6 separate regions of the Mus musculus genome follow, and regions 2, 3, 4, 5 and 6 are each linked to region 1. The links are chromatin contacts, called in public HiCAR-type, HiChIP or PLAC-seq and capture Hi-C maps. All regions are on one chromosome and are shown on one strand. The core of a region is the stretch at or near the end of the contact, and the rest is flanking DNA. Distances in the headings are between cores, read along the strand shown. Region 1 holds the start of Mmut (methylmalonyl-Coenzyme A mutase). Region 2 holds the start of Cd2ap (CD2-associated protein). Region 3 has its middle 10 kb from the start of Adgrf2. Region 4 holds the start of Opn5 (opsin 5). Region 5 overlaps Opn5 (opsin 5). Region 6 holds the start of Ptchd4 (patched domain containing 4).

What was found. HiCAR-type assays count read pairs that join an accessible place to other places. HiChIP or PLAC-seq counts read pairs in DNA pulled down with a chosen protein or histone mark. Capture Hi-C pulls out chosen DNA fragments and counts their contacts.
Region 2: a contact with region 1 is called in a HiCAR-type map of astrocytes, with 12 times the contacts expected there. The contact joins the promoter of Cd2ap here to the promoter of Mmut in region 1. A contact is called at or near these places in 1 of 39 promoter capture datasets (pre-B cells), 5 of 484 Hi-C or Micro-C datasets (B cells, CD4 T cells, CD8 T cells and 2 more), 14 of 115 datasets of contacts at active chromatin or transcription factors (the SCID.adh cell line, astrocytes, cardiomyocytes and 10 more) and 2 of 9 other capture datasets (adipose tissue and pancreatic islet).
Region 3: an H3K27ac HiChIP or PLAC-seq map of embryonic stem cells shows a contact between it and region 1, with 11 times the contacts expected there. The contact joins the enhancer-like site here to the promoter of Mmut in region 1. A contact is called at or near these places in 6 of 39 promoter capture datasets (the 3T3-L1 cell line, the C10 cell line, cranial neural crest and 3 more) and 2 of 115 datasets of contacts at active chromatin or transcription factors (embryonic stem cells and stem cell-derived neural progenitor cells).
Region 4: a contact with region 1 is called in an H3K4me3 HiChIP or PLAC-seq map of pro-B cells, with 11 times the contacts expected there. The contact joins the promoter of Opn5 here to the promoter of Mmut in region 1. A contact is called at or near these places in 10 of 39 promoter capture datasets (the 3T3-L1 cell line, the C10 cell line, the HPC-7 cell line and 6 more), 7 of 484 Hi-C or Micro-C datasets (cerebellum, cerebral cortex, cortical neurons and 3 more), 6 of 115 datasets of contacts at active chromatin or transcription factors (astrocytes, embryonic stem cells, epiblast stem cells and 3 more) and 1 of 9 other capture datasets (adipose tissue).
Region 5: a contact with region 1 is called in an H3K27ac HiChIP or PLAC-seq map of embryonic fibroblasts, with 31 times the contacts expected there. The contact joins the enhancer-like site here to the promoter of Mmut in region 1. A contact is called at or near these places in 10 of 39 promoter capture datasets (the 3T3-L1 cell line, 3T3-L1-derived adipocytes, the C10 cell line and 6 more) and 6 of 115 datasets of contacts at active chromatin or transcription factors (cardiomyocytes, embryonic fibroblasts, embryonic stem cells and 3 more).
Region 6: a contact with region 1 is called in a capture Hi-C map of embryonic stem cells, with 8 times the contacts expected there. The contact joins the promoter of Ptchd4 here to the promoter of Mmut in region 1. A contact is called at or near these places in 5 of 39 promoter capture datasets (the 3T3-L1 cell line, cranial neural crest, embryonic stem cells and 1 more), 7 of 115 datasets of contacts at active chromatin or transcription factors (the NIH/3T3 cell line, astrocytes, embryonic stem cells and 2 more) and 1 of 9 other capture datasets (embryonic stem cells).

Annotation. Positions count from the first base shown.
Region 1 is chr17:40,933,069-40,936,374 of GRCm38.p6, reverse strand. It overlaps Mmut (methylmalonyl-Coenzyme A mutase), which reads right to left and starts at 1,690. Exons shown (of 13, transcript NM_008650.3): 1 at 1,596-1,690. It overlaps Cenpq (centromere protein Q), which reads left to right and starts at 1,801. Exons shown (of 9, transcript NM_031863.4): 1 at 1,801-1,992; 2 at 3,160-3,294. The coding sequence starts at 3,196.
Region 2 is chr17:42,874,923-42,878,228 of GRCm38.p6, reverse strand. It overlaps Cd2ap (CD2-associated protein), which reads left to right and starts at 1,805. Exons shown (of 18, transcript NM_009847.3): 1 at 1,805-1,916. The coding sequence starts at 1,913.
Region 3 is chr17:42,750,691-42,753,996 of GRCm38.p6, reverse strand. It overlaps a transcript of Cd2ap not described here. Among named protein-coding and RNA genes, the nearest start is that of Adgrf2, 10 kb to the right of the region's middle. Within about 2 kb of position 1,541, at least 11 of the 459 cell types and tissues checked have an H3K27ac peak or open chromatin away from gene starts, as enhancers often do.
Region 4 is chr17:42,609,609-42,612,914 of GRCm38.p6, reverse strand. Opn5 (opsin 5) reads left to right here and starts at 1,602. Exons shown (of 7, transcript NM_181753.4): 1 at 1,602-1,735. The coding sequence starts at 1,606.
Region 5 is chr17:42,578,853-42,582,158 of GRCm38.p6, reverse strand. It overlaps Opn5 (opsin 5), which reads left to right. Exons shown (of 7, transcript NM_181753.4): 5 at 1,371-1,612. Among named protein-coding and RNA genes, the nearest start is that of Opn5, 31 kb to the left of the region's middle. Within about 2 kb of position 1,763, at least 26 of the 459 cell types and tissues checked have an H3K27ac peak or open chromatin away from gene starts, as enhancers often do. A contact at or near this core is called in embryonic fibroblasts, where this site is marked.
Region 6 is chr17:42,314,831-42,318,136 of GRCm38.p6, reverse strand. Ptchd4 (patched domain containing 4) reads right to left here and starts at 1,537. Exons shown (of 3, transcript NM_001355270.1): 1 at 897-1,537. The coding sequence starts at 1,496.

The sequences.
Region 1 (3,306 bases), core at 441-2,940:
GTAGCTGTCAAACTTATTTCTGTCTTGGCCAATTTTACATTTTCATGTACTAGAAATCCTAGAAAATCATAGTTCACTGCACTTGCCATTTACCCACACAGAAAGCAGCAAACTGCCTCAATTACTTGATACTTAAGTATCACACAACCTCAACATGTAGAGCCTTAAGATTTTGTAAAAAAGAAAAAAAGAAAATCAGATACAGATTTCTTTAATACAGCTGCCTAGCCAGGTGCTTTACACAGCATTGGACAGTGGGAGTTTAAAACTCTATTTTTCATATAATTTCTGACCTATCAACTTAGTGAAGCCTTGATGACTATTGAATACTTATTATGGATCACCAAACAAGCCGCATAAGCCACTCATCGCAATACTGTTCTAATTACTTTACAATGTAAACTTTCAAAACAGGAAACGTCTCAGATATGCTAGCCCCTTAAACTGGGTAACATCCATTCTGGGAAGGCTTCTATTGTGAGAGATAGAATAGGAATTCTCTGCTGTTTATTTGCATTAGAGAATCTGAAACATAAACATCCACAGTTAGAATACGTGTGTTACAATATAAACAAACGAATGAATTGAATGGAACTACTATATTCCATATTGAAACTTACTGGAGTATTCATTTATGACAGCACAGAAAAGAAAAAGGAAGCCTTTATTGGACATAAATTACATGATGTATTATGTCTGTGGAAACTAGCACTCTGTGCAATTACTGTTGTTGTGAGCTTTCTCTAAATATTTTGTAATTAATTTGAAAGTTATAGTAACACCTCAGAAGAGCTAGCCCCTCACACTGTTCAATATACATAGGTGGTGACTATACAAGGCAAGAAAATTAACAGCATAAAGGAACTGTTAGCCCAAAGCAACTGTTCTCAACCTGTGGGTCATAACTCCTTGGCAAACCTCCATCTTCAAAAATATTCAATTTACGATTCATAAAAGTGTCAAAATTACAGTTACAATGTAGCAACAAAAATAATTTTATGGTTGGGGGTCACCACTGTACTGAAGGGTCTTGGCATTAAGAGGGTTGAGAACGACTGGCCTAAAAAATAACTAAGCACAAAACTATGTTGGAAGAAAATCAGCAGGCGGTTGAAAATTACACGCATGTGTCACGCTCTCAATGGCAAAACGGAGAAGTTAGGCTATGTGTTTTGTTTTGTTTTTTAAATCAGGTTAGACGCGCCTTTCCTTTTCATCTTTTCCTTCTGTCACCTAACTTTCTGTCTTACTACCTCTAGCAAAAACACCCTAGAAACCACATGAGCTTGTGAACCTCTAACAAGTAACCTCTGCTCTGCGCGTGCGTGGGAAACCAGGGACGCACAGCGACAAGACTAGCACGCTGTTGAAAGGCATTTTGCAGCGGTGACCTCCGAATTCCACCAGCCTGGCGGGAAATGAGAACCCAGTCAGTCACCATCTATATTTCAGGAGCAAGCAGGGGCGGCTTCCTATCACAGAAAATCCGTGAAGAAGAAGGAAAGGACAGCAAGATAGATAGGTGGAGCAGATGAAGCCAATAAGAGAAGAATCCTGCAAGCCTGACGTGCTCCACAGCGCACGGGCTTACTCACAGTGTTTGGGGATCACCCGGACCAAGCCCGGACTTCAGAACCGAACCCAGACGCCGGGGTCACACCCGCTCGCCGCAGGAGCTCGGCAGCCAATCAAATCAGGGGGCGTAGCCAACACCGCCCTCGGATTAGCCAATCCAATCCGGACATTGCGGGCGCGCGTCTGATGACGTAAAGACATACGCTCCGCAGGCCGGCCTTCTCTACACAAGTGTGTTTGCGTTCCTCACTGACGCTTCCGGTTCCCAGATCCTGGAAGTTCTCCGTCTTTTCCGGTTGTTTGGGCGGATTAAGTCAGAAGCGCGCCTTTTGAATCCGTGAAGCAACTGTGAAGAGTCGAGGAAGCGATAAAGCGGCTGACAGATCCAGGGGATAATTTGAGCCTCACGCGTTTGTGGTAAAACTCCGTTTTGTTTTGTTTTGTTTTGTTTTTAAGGGGCAATGTCTAATGTCTGAATAGGTCTCTGCCATTTAGGGCAACTGTTTGAGATAACCCCAGAGTGGAGTGAAAATATTGATCTTCCCTCTCTAGTCCCCCTGACCCTCCCGGTCTTGGTTCCTGAATCTCTGTACCTCGTCCTGGAGCGACGGACAGAGTAGCCCAAGTTCACTCTCGTTAGTGGTTCGCAGATGAACAGCTTAAGTTGAGATAAGTCGGTTTAAACTAGTTTCAGTAAACCGGCCAAGAAAACAACAAGCAAACCGAAGCGGAGCGCCTTTTTCCACTCCTCCCATAAGGATTCGATCTAGTCTGAACGGGCTGATTCATAAAGAAAAAAAAAAAAATGTTCTTTGAGCTGTCACGCCGTCCGACTTTACGCTGGTTTCATTTAAGCACTTTATTTCTCTTCGTCTTGGCTAATTAATCCAAAGATATCCCCACAGCTGCCCACAAGTCATTTGATTGCATTTAGTATATCTCATACATAATAATTGTAGTCATAGCGGTGTCTACCAACCCACTGTTAAGCTATGATTTCCTGTGGATCTGGGAACAGTAAGGAATTTTTATCTTCTATCTTAATTTTTCTTTTCTTTTCTTTCTTTCTTTCTTTCTTTTTTTTTTTTTAAATTAACACAAGTTGAGTGGTCCCAACAGGTAGAAATCATGACCCTGGTTTCGATACTTACAATGTCTGTCTCATGATTCAATGTAGGCGTTTTCTGTATTACATCCTGCCATATATGTTGTTTAGCTTGGTGTTTTGGGGGGATTCCTAAAGGTTGGAGTAGGAGAATCTCCTGCTCTTTTGCCATCTCTTGGAAGACCCTTTTCCTCATTTCTGGGTTGCATTATCCAGCCTTGATATGATGGTTTGTGCCTAGTCTGATTACATCTTATTACCTCATGTTTGGTTGATGTCGCTGGGAGCCCTGTTGTTTTATGAAAGGAAACGCAGAAGCAGTGGTTTGGGGAAAGAAAAGGGACCCATGACTTGAGGAGTGGGAGAGGAAACTATGGTCAGATGTATTGCATGAGAGAAGAATAAATTTTTTAAAAATTTATGTACTCTTTTCAACAAAAATTATATTTATATTATAATTATATTTTTCACCTTTGCAGACTATGTATCGTTGTGATTATACTGTTTAGATGAAAATGTCTGGTAAAGCACGTGCTTCTAGGAAAAAACCTCAACAGGTGAAAAGAAGTTTGAAACAAAGAGCCAATAAGGAAGCGGATTTGCCAGAGAATGAGGTAAGATCTCTT
Region 2 (3,306 bases), core at 556-3,055, 1.9 Mb before region 1:
ATGTAAAAATAAATACAATCCTGGATTTCATGGTTTTATCTTTGGAAGACACTCCTAGCTTTAGAACTGTGAGAGTTTTTGGTTTTACTTCTCTGTGCAGCCTCTCTCCTTGAGACTTCCCTTGCTGGTCATAACTTAATTTCTTTTAGGTTCTTACAACCCAACTTGGTCTACTTTAGGCTGTTTATTAAGTTGTTTTGTGTTCATGTCTTGCCTTTGAAACAGAATGCAAAGTCACGAAGGATAAGGGCTATGAATTTTTTATTTGTGTTCTTTGCTTGGGAGGAGACAATGAACGTATTGCTCAATAAATAGTCTTTGACTAATACAAGGCAAGTGAGTTCAGTGATACCCTGCTGACATCTTGTTTATTTGTGCAAATGAAATGTTTTCCTTGTTTCTTCTTGCACAGAACTAATTGCAACTGTTTTATCCACTTGTTTCTACAAGTTTTGCTTCAGAATTCACCATTGGCAATCTTTTTAGGAGTAGTGAAAGATGCTCAAAGCGGGGCTATAGGAGGGAGTGGGAATGGCTATTTACAAAGTCTCTACTCTTGTTCTACACTGTAAATAAACATTTCTTTTAACACATTAACTGCTAAAGCTCCAGTCAGGTTCATTCACCCAGGGACCTACAAAAAAATAAACGGCAGAGCTGAGTTTCAGAGACCCAAGTCGGCCTGGTTCCAACGGGCAAAGCAGTTTAAGTGTCCGGTAGCTGTGAGAATTCAAAGGCGTAATTTCTTGAAAAAAAAAAAAAAAACAAAAAACCAACACTAGGCACAATAGTTGGCAGTCAACACGTTGCTCCCCCATACTTGCTCAGGCCTTGAAGTTGACTTTTTCAAATAGGAGGGGAGGAAAATTAAGGTCATATTAATTAAATTTGTCAATAAGTTGAAGAAAGCTCGTGTTTGATTACAATAATCCTACGCCGGCCTTCATATTGACTCTAGAGGAAAAAAAAAATAATGCCTGGCAATGTTTCAAACCACGATGCCTAATTTAGAACGATTTCTATTTCAAAAGAGGGTGTAGGAAGTCATCTTTGGCCAACAAGAGACTCAAGGAATACAATAATGTATGCCTATGAAAAATTCACTGCGTTTCTCACCCACCCCAAAGAAAAACATTGCTTTTGACCCGCAGGGAACTCTGTAGGTGAACTGTGGGGTCCCCACATTTGCGGGGGGGGGAAGGGGACCCCGCCTTGAACTTCGAAGTTCTCGCTCCCATAGCTGTTCTCTTTTAGATCTCTCACAAGCGACACCTTTGCAAAAAAAAAAAATAAATAAAAAAGAAAGAAAAAAGAAAGTGGGGTAACCGGGGCTCATTTTGCAGAACCCCTTTGGTATCTGTATGGGCCGGGCAGCCAGCTGTGTCGTACACCCCAGGGAGACCAAGTGCCCGCAGCCCGCCACACCTGGAGGATGGTGGCGCGCGCCCCCGCGTGACGTCACCGCACCTGGCACCAGCTGCCGGAGCCTGGGTGGCGCGCGCGGGGGCCGCAGGGGGCGTGGCCGGGAATCCCAGATCGTTCTCGCGAGATTTCGCCCCAGCCGGGTCCCGACTCTCTTCACACTGGGCCCGTGGCTTGCCACCGCGTTCTCGAGCGTGGCGCGCTCCGCCTCCGAGGGAGCGGGTGCGGGCTGACCGTGCGAGACCCCGCCAAGTGCCTCAGCCAGCTGCGAGCGGAAGCGGCCCGGGAGCGTGGCTGAGTGCGCCCTGTGCTCAGGCGCGGACCCCGTTCTCCACCCCCCCTCCCACCCCCGCCTGCCGGGGCTGCGGCCGAGGCCGGGCGTGAGGAGCGGCCAAGCGCGCCGCGGGCGGATGGAGTCGCTTCCCCGCCGCGCCTGAGCCGGTGCACAGAAGGGGCCGCGGGGCCGCGCTCTCCCCGCCAGAGCCGCAGCATGGGTAAGCACTACCGCGCCGGCCACTGGGCTCCTCGCACGCGGGTCGGCTCCAATCGGGCTCTCCCCTCGTCGGTCCTTGTGCGGGACAGCGGGGCTCGAACCCGTGACCCGTTGCCCTGCGCCCTCTGGGAGCCCCTGACTTCCATGGGGGAGGGCGATCGCGAACTTGAGAAAGTGGCACTTGCAGCTCTGCTACTCGGTGGCTTGGTACAGATTGGTTTAAAAAAGAATGCACTCACACCCCCACATCTACTATGCACGCGCACACACACACACACACACACACACACACACACACACACACACACAGACATTTTGTCATAGAGAATTGGAAGCACAGGAAGAAACTTAATTCTCTTTGCGATCGGCTGGGCTTTTTGGCAGTGATTTGTGACTTCTCTCCCCTTCCTCTTTTCGTGGGTCAGTTTTTTGAAATCGTTTTTCCTGGTATTCGTCGTCTGCCTTGTCAGGTGTGTTGGCACCTAGCAGCGCGGCGAATTTCCTCCTCCTGAGGACTGGGTTAGGGGTTCGGTTATTCTAGGATTCCCAGTTGGAACCTCTGGAGGAGCTGTTTGCTGTTTCCTGTTTGGAGGGAGACTTCCTTCTTGGAGGCGAGCAAAAGTACCGGGGCCACAAGGTTGTTTTTCTGTGCGTTCTTCAGGTTTTCGTTTGGAGTCAGAGAGAGAGAGAGCAAGCGTCGCAGCGGACTTCTTTGAAAAGGAGTTTTGTTCAGTGGTGTAACAGTTCTTTTGATAAGTTGCGTCTGGGCTAGACACGAGCTCCCTCGAATGGTTATAATTTAAAAGTAAAGTAAAAGTATGTTTCTCCCCCGCCCCCCCGCCCCCAGCTTGGTGTTACCACAAGGCAAAAAGTGTAAGACCAGTATTTGGTTTTGTGGTATAAATCAGAAAGACATTATCACGTTCTCACTCCAGAGTCGATGCTGCTTAAAACCATTACTGAAATTAATAATTCAGGAAACTAGCGGATGATTTAGAAGCCCAACAAAAACAGGAGCTCTGCTGATGTGGCACCCCGTGCCCACACTTTGTTTTGTGGGAGACAAATTTAGCTAGTGTTTACAGACACTGGCTATTCTGTTTTCTTAGAGCTTCTAATTTTATTCTCCCTCCGCTTCCCTCCTGCTTTGTGTACCTTTTATACACCAAGTGCTTTTTGACTCAGGAGACAAACATTTGCTGTTAGGGACTTTGAAATGAATTCCTTTCCACTTGATTAGTTGAGTTTACGGGGTAATTGCAGGCTTATTCTAAAGCATCAAAAGCTAGCTTAACTGATTGGGATGAAAAGCTAAAATTAAGTATACAATTCTTATCTGTCTTAAGTCAGGATGCAGAATGTAATTAAACATCTTTTGATGGTCCAGAGTC
Region 3 (3,306 bases), core at 292-2,791, 1.8 Mb before region 1:
GGTTCCTAGGTGGAGAAACGGACCAAGATTTACTGGACTCCTTCCCAGTCCAAGTTTATTTAAGCATTAAGGACGTTTAAGAAACATTCTCAGACCAGGTGAGCTGCCTGGAAAAAAGCACAGACCAATTAGCCTCTCTAGAAGAGATACTTTCCTATTTGTTGAGCTGCCTACAAGGTCTGTACAAGCTTCAGGTTTCCAGTGTTCATAAGTCATCACCCATGCTAGAGTGGCTGTTCAGTGACACAGGTGTCTTTGAGTCCTTTCTGCTTCTGTCAGCAACCCTGGTAATGTTTTGTAGTGCAGTGGTATGATGGGGCATCCCCTCTGAGGTACCAACCATACAACGAGTCTAGTATAAAATGAAGTTTATTTGAGGCATGAGAAGGGGGTGAGAAGGGAGTGTGGGCAGAGAAAGAAGGAGTCAGAAGGACAGGGAGAGAGAGAGAGAGAGGAGAGAGAGAGAAGGGAAGGGGTTGGTCAGGAACAAGTGGAGAGACAGAGAAGGGGAGAGGGGCGAAGGGGGAAGAGGGAGAGGCCAAGTAGTCCTTTTATAATAGCAAGCCAGGCTCATATCTGGTTGTTGCTAGGTAACTGCTGGGCAGAGCCTAGAAGAAATTCTAACAAACCGGTCTCCTAATCCTCCTGTCTCAGATCCCATAAACTCATTGGTTCACCAAGTTAGACCTTGATGGTCTCCGTACTTTGTTCTGCCATTGGTTTCCGGAATAGTGTCACACAATAGCATGTCAAAGCTTTCAAACAAAGGAGACCAGGTGTGAACCATTCTCCAATAAAAAGAAAGAATCTAAGTCCTGTGACACTCAGTCCTGCCCCAACCATAGGAGTGTATGAAGGAAAGCCAACAGCACTTCAGCTGACCAAGGACACAGACCTCTGGAAGCCTGCACGTGGCTTACTTATCAGTGTTGTGTTGCAGACTAAAGACCTCATATCTTTCCATTTGAGCATGAAGTTCCTCGATTCTCCACTAGAAGTGATGGTATTGTTATTCCCAAGTCACTGGGGCTCCAAAGACCACCAAGGAGCCAGTTCGCATGCAAACATATACAGGTCTTTATTAAGAGCTCTCAGAACAAGGACTCTCACCTTTATGTCGCAGCGGGTCAGAAGTGAGAGCCCTGAGTCTAGGGAAGCAGTGTTTTTATTGTAGTTACAGCAAACTTGGGGAATTTCCATAGGGGTCAGCAAGTTAATATTTTTAAAACTGCATTCCTGGTGTAATCTATGAGAACCAAACTCGGGGGCAAAATTACCTGACAAACAGGATGGCTAGGCTATCTGTTCTCTGCATGATGCGTTCGGTTATCTATGTTCCTTGACCTTGCTATTGTAGCTTGACTGGCTGTTGCCCCATTGCTGCCATCCACAGCAAAGACTTGGCAAGCAAGCAAGGCTAAGGAGTAGATGCTTAGGGTCTATTGCACAGATGCTTTGTGCTGTGTCATTGGCTCTGCCTCCAAGACTATGAGGATGACCCACAAATATTGTACTTACTGGCTATGAAAAAGTGTGTCCCTGTGTTCTCAATGGTCAATTGCAGGGCTGGCAGAGCCAGGCTAGCAGGATATGTAAATGTTTGTCATTTCTTCACCTGCTCAAAAAAGAAAGGCAAGCTGCCCTGGGAAAAAGGCCAATTTGTTGAGTAAGGAGTATGACTTTTTGCGTAATAAAGAGCTGGCAGCAGGAGCTGGGGAAGACTGGACCAGGGGCAGGCTGGGACATAGAGCAGTGAGAACCACTTTTAGGGACAAAATGGGGAAGCCCGGTTAAATCCCAAGTTGCCTGAAAGACTGCCCAGCAAACAGGCCAATGGGTTTAAACGATATAGACATCTCTGTGTCTTTATTATTCAGTCTCAATTGGGATTTTTGAAAGCCCTGCAATACAAGATGATCCAGACCCCTTGACAACCAGAGAAGCAGCATTACCTATTGAAGAACAGTGTAGTCACTGGTCAAAGAAACCAAACACCAAACTTCTCCTATGCAGAGAACCCGATGACTAGCAACAGTAAGCACAGTAACATGAGAGGTGAGGTCTTGGGATACAAGTGACAGTGGCTGAAAGGTGCCAGAGTGGGAGATGCAACAAGTGGGTTAGCGTTAGTGGCAGGTTCTGGTAGAGGGTGTTATAACGTGACTTTCACTGACACGCCAGCTGTATAAATAATGACACAGAGACTCATATTATTTTAAAAGCTTAGGCCTTTATCCCAGCTAGCTCATCTTCTTCACACAACCCATTCTGGCCTGCGTCCTGCCACATGGCCATGTCTGCCTCTCTCCTTGCTCTGAATTATCTGCTCATCTCCCCAGCTTGAATCTCCGCCTTCTGTTTCTTCTCCCAGAGACCCTTTCTCAGCCGGGAAGTTCTGCTCTCCTCTTTCTGCGTATCCATTGACAGTGAGATCTTTATTAAAGCCAATCAGCAAGTAAGGGAGGATGTAGGCAGATCCATCCTCTAATTTCATCTCTGTGGTGTTCAATGCCTTATGTAGATACCGGGAAGGCATTTATTCCAGGTTTGGATTTAAAAGGGGAGATTTATGGGTTTGAAGGCAAAGTTAAGATTAGCAAAGTTTTCAATAACTAAGCAAGGTCTTTTCATGCCCCTGCGGGCTCTATAATTAATACCTGACTCTCCTAGGAAGTAAGGAGCTTACTGCTCTTGAAAGTTCCATAGGAGCTCAGTTAGCAACATCAGACTTGCTCTTGTACGCTGACTTCTCAGGAAACAAGAAATGACTCAGTTTCTTTGCCAATCACTTTTGCTGATAGGCGTCTAGTACTGAGCTCACAAGATGTGTCTTAGATGATGGGATGTTATTGTTTGCGTAATTGTCTACTAAGAGCCCATGGGTTACGGGCTTTTTTGTTGACCTGTGTAGTGGGTTGGCCTGATGCTGCTTGTATTCTAATGCTAATATTGAGGCTCCAAGACCTGGCTGTCTCAGAGATGAGAGAATCTGAATGTAGACCCAAGTGACACTGTGACCTTGCCCTCAGTTATTGCTGATTGGTCGATAAAGGCGTTGACAGCTAAGAGTTGGGCAAAAGAGACATAGGTGAGATTTAGGATTCCCGGGCTTGGGGTTGGAGGAGAGTCACAAGGGTTGGGGCAGAAGAAGGTGAATGGAGGAGAGAAGCTGCCATGGGTTAGGTGAGCCATGCAAATGTGGCCCTGAGGGCTGACCAATTGGAGTTAAGAGCAGCCCAGATGAAATATAGTAAGTAATAACTTGGGGTTGTTGATCGGAAAGTAGATTTTAATACCATAGAAGGT
Region 4 (3,306 bases), core at 353-2,852, 1.7 Mb before region 1:
AAACTCTAAACCTTCCCATGGCTAGCCTTGTATACTTTAATCAAGGCCCAATTATTTTCTAAATAGCCCATTTTTTTCCCTAAGATTTATTTTACTTTTAAGTGTATGAGTATGTGTATTGAGTGTGTGTGAGCATGTGTGTATGTAAGTATGTATGTATGTATGTATGTGTCTTTCTGTGTATGTATGAGTGTGTCTCTGTGTGTATCTGTGTATATCTATGTGTGAGTATGTCTCTGTGAGTGTGTGAGTATATGTATTCGTACATGGGTGTACCTATGTATGTGTGTATATCCTGTGTGTACATGTGTGACTGTGTCTCTGTATGCATGTGTGTCTGCATATTTATCTGTGCATGCATGTGTGTGAGTGTCTCTCTGTGGTGTGTGTGTATGTGTGTGTGTGTGTGGTAAGTGCCAATGCCTAAAGTCAGAGGTGCCAGACCCTCCTGGAGCTGTAGATACAGGTGGCTGTGAGCCACCCAGTCTGGGTTCTGGGGCAAACTCAGCTCCTCTGTAAGCATGTTGTGTTCTCTTAGTCACTGATACAGCTCTCCAGTCCTTAATTATTTTTTAAAAAAGATTTGTTTATTTATTTTATGCACGCGAGTACGCTGTTGTTCTCTTCAAACACACCAGACAAAGGCATTGGATCCCACGACGGATTGATTGGTTATGTAGTTGTTGGGAATTGAACTCAGGACCTATGGAAGAGCAGCCAGTGTTCTTATCCACTGAGCCATCTTCCCAGCCCCCAGCCCTTAGTTATATACATACATACACACAGACACAGACACAAACACACACACACACACAAACATTTATTCTTTGAGAATTTTTTCATTTTTTTTAAACACACTAAGTCTAATTTGTGTTGCCCATTGTGTTGAGTTTAAGTTGCAGGACCACTTACTGGACCATAATTAACCTACCAGAGGCCACATCCCCAAAGAAAACTGACTCTCCTTCCTATCGAAGCAGATAACTGCTCCTTAGCTATGGATGGAAGCTGGTGTGCCCCTCCCCTTCCCCACTCATCAACAGCCTTAAATCTTAGGTTAACCCTGTCAATCTCTGACCTCTTAGCTTCATTTCATGAAGTGTCCATGTCCGTGTGCCCTGAACACTCTTTCTTTCCTTAGCTCACCATGCCTGTTAAGAATGGAGAAAGCTTGGGCTATCTTGGGATGCTGTGTTCTGGCAAGTCAGTGTGCAGTGTCCACATTTCTCACTGTGGGTTTTCTTACGTCAGAGCTCTACAAAGTTTGCTAGGGAGCAATAGGACAAACTAGTTTTCAACCTTTTATTCACTGGGGGAGGTGTGAAAAGCCGCAGAGGCAGCCTGAGGAGAAGATGCAGGCTTGTCTAGACTGCAAATTGAACAACTGCGTGTTGGTGTATTTACGTCATTTAAGAAAAAAACAAAACAAAACAAAACAACGGTGAACATCTCTCCACTAGGTACCAATCACCTGTGGGACCCTGGAGTTTGCCTTTTGTTTTATGGAAAGAGATGCATTTGTGAGCGGATTCACGGACTTGTTATTCCGTCTGTTGAGATCTCTGCTGATTTGCTTCACAGACTCCTGGGGGGTGTGAGACCAGCATGGCCTTGAACCACACTGCCCTACCTCAGGATGAGCGCCTGCCCCACTATCTTCGAGACGAGGACCCTTTTGCTTCCAAACTTTCCTGGGAAGCGGATTTAGTGGCTGGCTTTTACCTAACAATAATCGGTAAGCTTCCTTAATGCTTCTGTGTCAGAGGCTGCATTGAGAGAATTCATAGGCTGTATTGATTTTGCACAAATGATTCTGATAAGTACGTGGGTATTAGCAGAGGTGGAGAAGGTGAATTGGCATTGTGACAGTCAATCAATGTTTCATAAAAAAATGACTGTTGCTCTCATTAGGGATAAATATTCTATTAATAATCCAAAGAACATTCATAGTGAATTCTTTATCTCAAAGCTACTTCATTTGGTCACTTGATTACTAGGTTTGATTTCTGGCTATCAAAAGAGTGATAATTGATAATTTTTCTGTTTTAAAAAGAATGGCTCTTAGACACCATCTACTTTAGCTTCATTTTCTCATAAATGAGGGAACTCTGGCCCAATATAACAGTGACAGTGAACACTGCTTTATAAGTTGCACCTCAGTCCTATGAAGATAAAAATTATTCTGGTGATCAATGAAATTCCACACTTTGGTGAAAAGAGTTTTTGTGTATAACTCACACAGGGTTGAATCTGCCTTATGTTAGACTGTATTGTTCAAACTGGCAGCCACCCATGGCTCCTGAGTGGACAAACTGTTACCTTTCAAATGAGCAGATTGTAGTGAAAATGCACGCCTCCTATTGAAGGCTTAGTACTTGGAAAATAATGTACAAACATCTTACTGATATTTTGAAATATGAAATGTCCATTGAACTCATAATTTCTGGATTATGAGTTTATGGATTAGATTTATACATAATTTATGGATTAGTAGATTAAGTATTAAATTATTAAAACTAATTTTCTTTTGTGCTTTTATGCTGCTTAATGTGGCTACCAGAAAAAAAACCCAGCAACATATGTATAGCTCACATTTCTGGTTTATATTTCTACTGAATTGCACAATGCAATTTTGCACCAATGACATTTTGTCTGGGCGTGGTGGCATGTTTTTTAACCCTAGCATTTGAGAGTCAGAGGCAGGCAGATCTCTATGAACTCCAGGCCAAACTGGTCTACATAAAATTCCGGGCCAGCCAGGGCTAAATTGTAGCACTGTCTTTAAATATTTACCACATTTCTTTAATTTAAAGTTGCTATATTAAATTTGGGTGAGCTGCGTGCAGGTGGGTTCTATCTTTAGGTTTATGTGTCTTTAATATTTCAGATGTTGGTTCCAGCCTGCTTTCTCAACCTTTCTTTCTCTCCCTCCTTTCTTTGTTTCTTCCACTCTCCCTCCCTCCCTTTTTCTCTTCCCCTCCCTCTCTCATCTGTTTATGACTGGTGAAGAATTTCATGTAATTCCTGAAATTGGAAAAAAAAACACACTAGAATGTTCCATAGATCCCTCTATGGTCAGTGCTTGAGGCAGAAAGAACTTATGAGATTAAATCATATGCTCTGTTGCAAAATAATTTCAAGGATCCTCGTATTTACTGTGAGCATTTGACTACTTTTCATTTTAATTGAAATTTGGCCTTTTGAACACAAATATATGAAGTATCCACTCTTTGCTACGCTTAAAGCGAGAGTGCCTCAGAATAAACTCCACACCATGTCTTCCTAAACTCAGTGATCAGGAAAGGC
Region 5 (3,306 bases), core at 514-3,013, 1.6 Mb before region 1:
AAACACTCTTATTTATTGTTTCAACATTTGTCTAAATGAATGTGCTAAGAGTAGAAATTCTAAGTGGGCAGGGATGTGTCTGCTTTTCCTTTCTATGTCTTCCACACAAAGCACAGATTCTCAATATGACTTGTCTGAATGAATAAGGAACGGTCAGTCTCTCTAGCTGCTGTTGTCTCTCAGCAGTTTCTTCCTATAGGTTCACCTTCGATGTTTCTGCTCATGAACCTCTGAGAGCTGCAGAGCACGTGGAGCACAAGGAAAGCTCAGTAATATGTTTCACACGAGTATTGTCTCTCCTCCAGGTCTCACCAACTCGCACGACTTTCCTAAATCTAGATGATACCCTCACTTGTTTCTGTACAAACCCACTCATGCATGGGATGTTTTCTTGGCATTTTCCTCACTACTACTATTTCAACTTGCCCAAGTGCAGGATCTAGGCAACATTCACCATGAAGCTCTTACTCCTTCCAATAAGAAACAAATGTTCTCTTCTGAGCTGGACCCCAAACCATATTCAGCTGTGATCTGCTACTGTTTGTACTCTAGAAGGAGACAGCTCAGGAACAGGAGCATTCTGGGATGTCCCATAGTGCCCAGTTTAATGTCTTGCCAAAAGCATTTGCTAAAACTGTTTGTTTACCTGAACTGAGATAATTTGTCAAGATCAGCAGCTATAGGGCAGTAGTTAGGGTTACATCATTAAAGGGACTGGGTTTGGGATGGTGAAAACCAGTGAGGGTATTTTAAATTGTATTGCCAATCAATCTGTGTTCTGACAGTTACGATGCTAATTTTGTGAGAGAAAAATCACTTCCATATTGCTTTGTCAGAAGCCCTGTAACTCCTTTTTCTTTATATTTGGGAAATTCCTATAACATGAACCTCAAATTGTGAAAATCTTGAGGAGAAGAAATAACATTTCATAGAAATCTTTGAAGAAAATGCACGTTAGAATTTAAAACCAGGGCAACACTTCTCAGTTTCCTGAGGCAAAAGATTTCATCAAGATGAACTTATTTTCTGTCAGGTCTTTAAGTGGTTGTGGGTTGAGAACTCTGGCAAGCTCAAGAGAACTGGCATCCTTTTATTATGATCTCGTGCTTCAAATGTAGGCAAAATCTGACAGCTATTACAGGGTTACAGTTTGAGGTTTTGGGTGCATTCAAATTCTAAAGTGGTGAATGGATAGGCCATGTAAATGGGATAAAGAATTGTGCCAAGTTCTCAGAAGTTCACTGGAAGCAATTCTTGTGGTCAAAAATGAATGTTTTCAGAGTGAATTGCTCCTTTTCCACACTGGTAACTTACTCTGGATTGCTTATGAATTCTCTTGATCCTGCTGTCTGTTCCTTTCCCTGTGCCAGGTGGCAATGCTGATTTGTGCTGGTTTCCTGATTGCCTGGATTCCTTATGCGGTCGTCTCTGTGTGGTCAGCTTTTGGAAGGCCAGACTCCATCCCCATACAGCTCTCCGTGGTGCCCACACTCCTTGCAAAATCAGCAGCGATGTACAATCCAATCATCTACCAGGTCATTGATTACAGATTTGCCTGTTGCCAGGCTGGTGGTTTGAGAGGAACGAAGAAGAAATCTTTGGAAGACTTTAGGTAAAATTCTGAAGCTAGAACGTAATTATGTTTCTTTGTCTTAAAATGCTGTGGTGATTTAAGTAAACACTTGGCTTAGAACTAAATTCCTAAGTAGCTGGGTTAGGAGGTTTCTGTTTTACATTCATAAAAATACCGGAAGCCAAGTCATCAGATATGTATGGGTTGGATGATGGCCAGATATTGAGAACAGCATTCTGGTTTTGATCCTAGAGCAGCCAGGATGCCATTTTGTGCATATTTACTGGTTGTGGACTTCCTTCTTGGATATTAAATCCATATCAGTCCAAGAATGCTGTTCTATGTGGCACTGATTCAACAATAAATTCATGTGAAGGAATTATTTGCCACTGTTGTTTGGGTCATCAGAACTCTTGGCTAGAAAATGCAAGGACTCAAGCAGAAGTGAGAGTGAAGGGCAATGAAGCCATTCCTCTCTCTTTATCACCTCTGCCTGGTTCTTTTAGTTATATTCTGAAAGATAGAAGCTGTTCTTTCTCTGTATTAGATGAAGAAACAGGTTTAAGTAAGGGTAAGATTGGAGAAGCCGCTCTTATTTATATAGCCCAAAGACAGTAGGGTAGGAATTGTTACTTAAATACTAGCTTTTCAAAAAGTCTATACTGTTTTTGATGCACAGTGTACAAGAGTTTGAGACTTCAGAACTTTTTTTCCCCCTAAAGGTCCAATACTCAGAGCGAGGAAAGAGCTGGGCCAGTAGTGGTGGGGAGGTCTTCTGTGTCCATGAGTTGCCTATCTTTGGGTAAAAAGTAGAAAATGCATCTCAAATCATTGTCTTGGCTAAGGAGGTAGAGGTTTCAGGGTCTCCATTACTCTTTAATTATTACTTGGTGACAAGGTATTATTCAACACTGGTTTTCTTTAGTAAGAGGTATTAGAGAAAGATCAGGAAGACCTGGAATTTTATCTCTCACATTGGCCAAGTGACAACTCTTTTGAACTTTGAATTTACTACCCTATGAATATATGATCAAATAAAAATCATAAAATTTATAAATAAATATCGATATTGTCATTGTTGCTGTGACAAAGGGACAAGATCGACAACTTGAGATGCAAGACTATGATTACCTGGATTCCTTATGCGGTAGTCTCTGTGTGGTCAGCTTTTGGTAGTCTCTGTGTGGTCAGCTTTTGGTAGTCTCTGTGTGGTCATCCTTTGGTAGTCTCTGTGTGGTCAGCCTTTGGTAGTCTCTGTGTGGTCAGCCTTTGGTAGTCTCTGTGTGGTCAGCCTTTGGTAGTCTCTGTGTGGTCAGCCTTTGGTAGTCTCTGTGTGGTCAGCCTTTGGTAGTCTCTGTGTGGTCAGCCTTTGGTAGTCTCTGTGTGGTCATCCTTTGGTAGTCTCTGTGTGGTCATCCTTTGGTAGTCTCTGTGTGGTCAGCCTTTGGTAGTCTCTGTGTGGTCAGCCTTTGGTAGTCTCTGTGTGGTCAGCCTTTGGTAGTCTCTGTGTGGTCAGCCTTTGGTAGTCTCTGTGTGGTCAGCCTTTGGTAGTCTCTGTGTGGTCAGCCTTTGGTAGTCTCTGTGTGGTCAGCCTTTGGTAGTCTCTGTGTGGTCAGCCTTTGGTAGTCTCTGTGTGGTCAGCCTTTGGTAGTCTCTGTGTGGTCAGCCTTTGGTAGTCTCTGTGTGGTCAGCCTTTGGTAGTCTCTGTGTGGTCAGCCTTTGGTAGTCTCTGT
Region 6 (3,306 bases), core at 288-2,787, 1.4 Mb before region 1:
GCGTGCCTCATTGGCTGTACCATTCCAGAACTGACAGTGTAGAATGAGTTTGGGAATCTCATCACGTGTCAAATTTGTACTTGAGAGGCCAAACTGCAAACTCCATGTAATGTTGAAATACCTTGTACTTTCTGCTGCTTGTGGACTTTTTTCCCCCTTCCTTTCTGTTACTTGGCAGCTTAGCTATAATCGATCTTCTTTGGGTTTGGGATGTTTCATGGGAAAGGAAGGGCATACTAAGTAAACTAAAGTATCCATTAAACAGGTATCCCTCTTCAGATTCATAGAAAACCCTCACTGCCTTTGCTATGCACACACACACACACACACACACACACACACACACACACACAGAGAGAGAGAGTTCCTGGAATCCCTGACACATTCATAACCCACAGACATAACCATAGGGCAGCAAAATTCCATGACCGTCCCAGTCAAAAATCAAGCCAGGCTGAAGATGCAAAAAGGTGGAGATGATACCAGGTGGATGTGTAATCAGTAATAAGAAATACATTGAGCCCCGATATGAAAAGAAATCCCCCAGTTGTTCAGGACCCCCCCTCCCCCTTCCATCCACAGATTTATTAACCCTGAACAAAGATGTAACTGCAGGGTCTCAGAAACTTTTCTTTTTCTTTTTCTTTTTTTTTTCTTTTTTTTCTTTTTTTTTTGGCATTTGATTTGGCTTTGAATTTCTTCTTATCTAGTTATGCTATTCATTGCCCATTTTCTTTGCTCAGTTGCCCATCATGTCCGTTCCACCCCTCCAGAAATGAAAGAAGCCTTAGCTTCTGAGTCTTAAGGATGAGACCTCTGCATTTTCTTTGCTTGTTTAGGGCAAGAAATGAAGTGCCGCCTCTTTTAAGTGGCTGAAGCATGCAGGAAGAGCATACCTTTAATTTAGTGTTGGGATACCTTACTTGCACCCTGGCTGTTGTCTTATTGGAGACGGCAGCCTGCCTGAGATCCTCTAGCACTGAAATAATATCATCCAGCACGCATTTCTTATCCTGATTTCTCAACACACACAGATGGGAAAAAGTATAATTATAGCCCTTGTGGTTCACCTTCATTTCCATCACGGCTCGGTGGGTCTGCAGAATCCCCTCAGCCTGGAGCAAAATATTGTCCCCGGGTGAGGAGAGGAGGATCACCCTGCCATACCTCCCAGGGGTGTGTAAGTCCGAATAGAGCTGGCTTTTGGACTGGTCCAGGGGGAAAAGGCTGCTGGCTAGGCTGCGCTCGATCTTGGCCAGGCTGTGGCTGGGAGCAACCAGGCGCTCCAGGTCGCCCTCGGTCTGGAAGCGGTTGAGCGCGCTGAGGCCGAAGGTGATGGTCAGGACTGCCGGCACGGTGAGGAAAAAGACCGGGTGCCGGCTCACGCATAAGCCCAGCCTGTGGCAGAATGACTGGAGCCCTCTGCGAAGCACCTGCCGCAGCATCCTCCACCAGATCCAGCTCGCAGGCGCTCCCGGCCGTCTTAAAAAGCACATGTGACATGTGTAAGCGCTGGGGCTACCCCTCTCTCCCCCATCCCATTCCCTCAAGGGATCAACACCCCCTCCGTCACCCCCCTCTGCTGCCGCCTCCTCCCCGCCCCCTCCCCGCGCACACCCCGCAACCGCTCCGCCCGGTCTTCCCCGGGCCCCACCTCCATGCGCTCTTACTACTCTTTCAAACACTGCAGCAAGTTGCAGCAAGGCCGGCAAGTCTCGGGAGCGCGCGTGGGGGCCGGACGGCGGGCGCTGCGGGGAGTGGCGCCCTCCCTCCCCCGGTGTCCCCGGCCTCCCCGCGCCCTGGCTGGCCGCGCGCGCTGCCTCTCACCGCATGAGCCGCGTCCACTCGCTCTAGCCCTTTTTCATGTCGCTGCTGCAGTCCCCCGGCTTCCCTCGCTGGAGGTGGCGGTTCTGTGCCGAGCGTCCCACAGATGTGGATTTCCTCTCGGTCTCGATGGGGTTCGGTGTCTAACTGGGACCATGTGCCTCGCGGTGTTGTAAGAAGCAGACATGTGCCCCGTGGCGCGGAGAGAGGGCGGGAGTAGAAGAAGGGGGGTAGTGGTGGTGGCAGCAAAGCTTTTCTCTTTTTAAGATGCTGACAGTTATTTTTAGAGTTTTGTTTTCCTTGTCCTCCGGGCTGGAATGAATGGGAGACGTAAAGGGTGAAGGCGCTGCTGGCCCATTGGAGCAGGGGCCATCAGAACCTAGGAGGGAGTGGCTCCACGCCTCCTCCAGGGGGCAGATTTCAAGCTCCTCTTAATGCCCCGTGCCCTCGAATTCTGTCTTTTGGCCAAAGAAAAGGGAGCAGAGAGGATGATGCTGCATTTTTAACATTCCACAAAGCATGCGAGGGCTTTCCTTGCAACACTTTCCAGGCTGCCTGGCCACACACTGGTCCCCTGAGCTGAGGCCTGCCAGAGATCCCAGACTACACTGGAGCCTGGGTCTCTCTGGATTGCTTTCTTGCTCTGGAGGTTGGGAAGGAAACACTTGGTTGGTGTTTGTGTGTGTGTGTGTGTGTGTGTGTGTGTGTGTGTGTGTGTGTGTGTGTGTGTTTGTGCCAGGCAATGTGGCTTCTTCCTAAGTGTTACACACATGTTCTTTGAGGATTCAGGACCTAACACTGGCTTCCGCCTCCTCTCTGTATCTCATCCCCTGCTCCATTCCCTCGCTCCCTGCTCAACTCCTACCACACCCCTGTCCACGTACCACAGACACTTCAGGACATAGAGTTGAGGCTAATTCTCTTCTGTCAGACACAGTGGACAGTTTTGCCCAAAGAAAGGGAGCTAGGTAAGCAGGGGGGCAACATACTGCAGATCTGGCAGAAAACAAGTCAGTGTCCACCATAGAGAAAGAAAACTCCCACATGCCCCAAAGTGTGCAGGCCAGGAACTCCCACCAGCAGACCAGATCGATTTCAAACATGCGTGTGCAATTTTAAACCTGCTGGGGTATTCATAATTTCCTGTGTGGGAAAAAAATACAAAGCAAAGTAGACAAAAAGGAGACGAAGAAATCCTGAGAACAAATTGTGCAATTTGATTGTGAACTCATTTTCCCAGTTCAGAATGACTTCCATAAAGAAGACAGAGTCTCAATGGATGCTTTGTATTCACTTTCTTAGTAACAACCAGGGACCCATTTTCCATTAGATGCTTAGAGGGACGCACATCCCAGCACACAAACAGCTAACGGGCTCATCTTACAAGGAGATACTTTATTTATTCATTTATTTTTCTTTATTAGAAGTGATCCCTCAGCTATGGCACAAATAAAACAAAACAAAACAAAAAAAGCCTAGTTT